Linked DNA regions of Mus musculus: region 2 is linked to region 1. Evidence: chromatin contacts called from public Hi-C data. All regions are on one chromosome and are shown on one strand. The core of a region is the stretch at or near the end of the contact, and the rest is flanking DNA. Distances in the headings are between cores, read along the strand shown.

Region 1 (2,700 bases), core at 61-2,560:
AGTGCGCTGCAAGAAAAGCCTGTGAGATACAAGTGACGTATTTTCTAACGATCCTTATAGCACCCACCTCCACAGCTTCGGGTACGGGGGAGACGCTGTTGGTCTTCCTGGAGCCCATGCGGAATTTCGCCGCCCTGTAAATTTTCCAGTACACAAAGAGCACCACGCACAGCGGCAGGTAGAAGGCACCCACGGTGGAGAACACGGTGTAGGAAGGCTCGCGACTGACTTGGCATTCCTCACTGGGCTCAGAATAAGTCTCTCCCCAGCCAAATAGCAGTGGAGCCAGAGAGATGACAGTGGAGAGTGCCCAGGTGAGCAGGATCATCACATTGGAGACACGCTTGCGGGTACGGAGTGTGTACTCCAGGTGGCGCGTGATTGACCAGTAGCGGTCCAGAGCTATTGCTGTCACATTCCAGATGCTGGCAGTACAGCAGAGCACGTCACATGCGATCCACAGCTGGCATAGACGCCGGCCCAGCTGCCAGCGGCGCCCAGACAGCTCATGTACCAGGCTCAGTGGCATAACCAGCACAGCCACTAGCACATCCGAGATGGCCATGGAAGCTACCAGGTTGTGTGGTACTCGGTGGAAGGTGCGTACCTTGAGGATGGTAGCCAGCACCAGCAGGTTCCAAGTGAATGTGGCCGCAGCTAGAAAGCCCAACAAAGTCAGGACTAGCACTCGGAAAGCTGAGAGAAAAGGCCGACTAGGGCGCAGGACTTCCGTGTCCAAGCTGCGGTTAGGTTCCAAAGAGGAGGGAGTAGAGAGAGAAAAGGAGGTCAAGTTTACAGGCAGATCCATTGCTGTCCCAGGACACCTGTGTTTAGACTGTGTTGCCACCGAGCCCACTGAAGTCAATCTAGATGTTTGCGACCGATGGCCAATGGAGAGGATTTTGCTAAGAGCCAAGAACCTGGCCTCAGTCTCCACCCAGTCAGAGTCCGGAGGAAATTGTAGCAGAGAGGAGGGTGCTGGGCTACAAGCAGCGCAGCCCAGGTATCCTTAGAGATATGGAAAGCGGACTCAAGGGGCTGAATCTAGAAGCCAGGGCCCGCCTTTGCTATCACATGCCTGCTGTTCCTCACCTAGGCGGAGACTGTTGTCTGGTCGCCTGCAGCAGAGCATCCTTGAGGTCGGCCCCCGCCCAGTGCAGGGTGGATGCCCAGAACTCAGCTAGTGCGTCAGAACAGTCGCTGGTCCAGGGTTGCTCCTTGCCCACCTCCCCCCTCTCCCGGCAGTGGCTCCGAGGGGTGGGGGTTGGGGACTGGAAGCCACGTAGATACCTGCTTTCTGGAGATGGCCTTCTGCCCTGTCCTGATCTCTCTCCACCGTGCCTGAGGCTGCTGCTCCGAGAGGGCACGCTGGCGCGCCCACCCAGACCTGCTTTAGCAAAGTGGGGCTCCCGCACTACGTAAGGCATCAGCTGATGAAGCCGCCTCTCTCCACCCGGCTCTCTGCATGGGAGTATTCAGCACTGGCTTTGTGTGCAGCTCAGTGCTTGGCGCTGTCCACGGTGCCGCTGCCTATACCAGCACGCAGCTTGGTGTCTATCCACAGTCCCATCGCTCTTTACCACTGGGTCAGTGGCCGGGAATTAATTAGTAAACTTTCCTAAACCCTTCTTCCAGCACTCATGCTCCCTCTGAAGGTGATTTTGAGACTTCGAGCCATTTGCTTGAAGTACAGGTGTCCTGGGTTAGGCTAACTAACCAACCAACTAACCAACTAACTTCCTAACAGCCTACTGTTGTTCCCTTCCAGGTTTCCGTATGTGGTTGCCTCCTAACTCGGAGAGCTCGGTGGCCTCACTTAAAGAGTTGTTTGTTTTAAAGGAGAAAGATTGATGACTGTTGGAGATAGGGTGCTTGTTTCCTGAGCTTAGAAAGAGGCTTACAGGAGCCTCTCTAGTGACTCTACAGAAGTTTCTATGGAAAAGAAGCTGGAGGGAATGGCTCAGCCATTAAGATCATTGGCTTCCCTTGCTGAGAACCTGCTTTGGTTCGCAGGACTGACTCACACAGTGGCCCACAACTGGCTGTAACTCCATGTCCAGGGGATATGACACCTTATTCTGGCTTCCACAGGCACCATGTACACATACAAGCATGTAAACATACACATACAACAAAAACAAACCCTAAAGAAAAAAAAGAGAAAATCTCTACGGCACTTGAAATGCTTGAAACATGCTTGAAAAGTATTGAGACAGTCATGATGGTTCAGCCCTTAATCCTAGCACTTGAGCTTGGGGCCGGTGGAGCTCTGCAAGGTCAGGGCCAGCCAGGGCTACATAGTGAGACTCCGACTCAAAAAATAAATGAAATAAAATTTAAAAAAATTACCCATGCATGCTTGTAAAACTATCAAAAGGTCTGACCTAGGAGTTTTCTTTGTTTCAGTGTAAGAGTTGAGGCCCAGAGCTTTGCACATACTAGGCAAAGAACACTGTCATTGAGCTACAGCCCCAGCCCTCAAGGAGAGAAGCAACTGCAGAAAGCTGTCTCTCTGCATGTGCACTATGGCTTATGACACCCACATACACACAGTACACACAGGAGCTTGTGTGTGTGCATAATAATAATAGTAATACATAAATAAGAGGATATGGTAGTACACATCTGTCATCTCAGCACTGTGGGCTAGAGATGGGCAGGTCTCTGAAGTGTACTGGTTGTCCTGGCCTAGCTGGAGAG
Region 2 (2,700 bases), core at 70-2,569, 120 kb after region 1:
AGCCTTGCTTCCATCTGAGAAAACATGGGGAATTGATGTGACTGTACATGGGAAGATGTCCACCCCCTGGGTCCTGGTCCCTCCTCTCCTGGAGTGCCCACCAGAGCTCACCAGGCTCTGCAAGAGAAGAAATGAGGAGCTCAGGGGAGCTCTCTGACAAGGACCTGGCCTATTTCCCTCCTTTCAGGTCATGTGACAAAGGCCAAAGGTTAACTCTTCCCCACAAAGCTGTAGTCACTAATCTCTCCTCCTTCCCCCAAGATGATCTCAGAGGGGCTCACAAGGAGGCTTACACCATTCTGTACTCCAGGGCTCACAAGCCCAGGCTGAAGACAGCACAACTCACCTTCCCAAACACAGCTACCCGAGTCTTGTCAATATACTGCTCCTTCAGCATAGTTCTGCAGGCAGAGGGGAGAGAGGGGGAGAACTTATGTGGGTCTCCTCTGTGGTCTGTGGTCTACAGCCATATTAATTATCCATAGCACACATGAAGAACCTTTTCAAATTAGAAAGAATCTTGGAATTCTAAACACAGTTGTTGATGGTTTTTATTTATGTGGCACTCACAGTATATTTACACTCGAAATGCAATAGCACCCTTGTGAGGCTTCTGGGGGAATTTCCAGGTGCACAGCTGAGATGTTGGAAGCAGCAGAGAGCACCAGAGGTCTCTGGGCCCCTCCTTTGCCATCTTCTCTTCTGCAATAAGGTGCTGGGTTATGTGACTGTCCTTACACATGGACGTTACACCCACCACGTGGGCTCCAAGGGTACATGAGCAGGTAGAAGACATTCAGAGCTAGAGAGCTTTAGGAAGTTACTGCTATGGGCCAGCATCGACCTCCTCCTTCCACACAGAAAATCTACCTTGCTATCTGATGGTGCCAAGCCTTATAATCATTGCTGGGTTCTTGTTCTGTGAGCTTCTGGGTTGAGGTGTGACATCATTGATGTTTTCCTAGAACATGTCTGCTGTTGTCTTTGCTCAGCTGGTGAGCTCACTCCTTGTTTTTAGAGAATGAAAGAAAATGGTCCTTATCCTTTTATCTCCAAGCTTCAAGGGAGGGGCTCCAGGGACTACAACCTCACAGGTATGTTAGGACTCGGGATGTTTTTCCTGGGTTCTCCACGACAGGGAGGAGACAGTGGGCCTCACTGTCAGATGGGATGAAGTAAGAGCAGGAGAAGACAGGGAAGGGAATTAGGCAGGAGGGCAAAAGGCAAGGATAGTGCTCCTTCCTTCCCCAGCCTGTCTAAATACTACCTCATTTTCCCTGGGAAGCCTGTCTGGTGTAGTGTGGGTTACAGGCAGCCATCTGCTCCTCCTCCTTGCAGACAGAAGCCAGTGTCACTTGTTCCTGTCCTCCCACAGCCAGAATCTGGGCCAGCTGGTCCCTGGCAAGCCAGCTTTCTATCTGATGATGCAGACCCTTACAAGTGTTCCCAGGCTATCTTGTGCTGGTGTGGAGTGGGGGCTCTGGGTTCTGGATCATGCAGGGTAAGTCCAAGGAAATAAAGAGAAGGTTACCAGGCTATTTTAGAGTCAAGGAACTCTTCCTTCCTTCCTTTCTTGGAGTTTCTGGAAGTGTCTTCTGTGTTCCTGACCAGCTAGTGACATCGGAAGACTGGAAGCTAATGTTATCATAGTCATGGCTGTCCTAAACTGGGAAAAGTCTCTTGAAGCGAGTCTGTCCTGCTTGGCTGTATAAATGGATAGACCTGCATCTTTGTGGACACTGTTGTTCTATGGAGCTTCAGCCCTGGGGTCTAATACCTCTGTGGACCTTCAGAGCTCACGAGCTCCTTGCCTTAAAAGCAAACACAAGTGTATATGTGTGTAAGCATGTGTAAGTGTGTGTGTGTGTGTGTGTGTGTGTGTGTGTGTGTGTGACTTCTGTCAAAAGCACCCTCACACAAATACCTTCTCAGATTGTTAGGTTTTTTGAGATGTTCTCCTCTGTGCCTTCTTATTTTGTGTATATAGATTTTTTTGTTTTTTGAGATGTTCTCCTCTGTGCCTTCTTATTTTGTGTATATAGATTTTTTTGCCTACATGTATGTCTGTGCACAGCATGTATGTAGTGCCCTTAGAGGCCAGAAGACAGCACTAGGCCTTATGGAACTGGAGTTACAGACAATTCTGAACTATCAGCTATCATATGGGTGTTGGGTATTGAACCTGGGTCTTCTGGAAGAGCAGCGAGTGCTCTTAGCTTCTGAGCCATCACATTAGCCCTCTGTAGTTTTTGTCCATAAGACATGAAGTTCGAAGACATCATCTTGTCTCTCTTTGGCTAGCTCACACTCCCTGTTGTGGCTTGAACCTCCTACACACACTCATGGTTTGGGCTTTGAGCACTTGCTCCTTGTGTGGTGGGGCTATGTAGAGGAACTATGGACATTCTGGAGGTGGGCATCAGATGGTGGAAGTGAAGCACTAGGGTGGGCCTCTGAAGGTTGGCCTTGGTTCCAGCCTTGCTGTGTTTCCTGTCCATCCGCGATGTGAAGAGCAGCTTCCACAGACTCCTACAGCCAGAAACCCTGGCACGACTCTCCTGCCATGACAGACTGACATGACAGAACTGTGAGCCAAATAACCCTTTCCACTCTTAAATCACTTCATCTGGCACTGTGACCACATCGACACAAAGGCAGCAAACACTCCCTGGAGGAGAAGGCCCTTTGCAGTCTTTACAA

What was found. A called contact is a pair of places that touch in the nucleus more often than the background predicts.
Region 2: a contact with region 1 is called in a Hi-C map of cerebral cortex, with 2.5 times the contacts expected there. The contact joins the enhancer-like site here to the promoter of Htr5a in region 1. A contact is called at or near these places in 1 of 39 promoter capture datasets (stem cell-derived epiblast-like cells), 3 of 484 Hi-C or Micro-C datasets (bone marrow-derived macrophages, cerebral cortex and embryonic stem cells) and 2 of 9 other capture datasets (embryonic stem cells and pancreatic islet).

The regions. Positions count from the first base shown.
Region 1 is chr5:27,840,557-27,843,256 of GRCm38.p6, reverse strand. Htr5a (5-hydroxytryptamine (serotonin) receptor 5A) reads right to left here and starts at 1,310. Exons shown (of 2, transcript NM_008314.2): 1 at 68-1,310. The coding sequence starts at 808.
Region 2 is chr5:27,716,155-27,718,854 of GRCm38.p6, reverse strand. Dpp6 (dipeptidylpeptidase 6) reads right to left here. Exons shown (of 26, transcript NM_207282.3): 21 at 347-401. Among named protein-coding and RNA genes, the nearest start is that of Paxip1, 74 kb to the left of the region's middle. Within about 2 kb of position 1,319, at least 19 of the 459 cell types and tissues checked have an H3K27ac peak or open chromatin away from gene starts, as enhancers often do. A contact at or near this core is called in cerebral cortex, where this site is marked.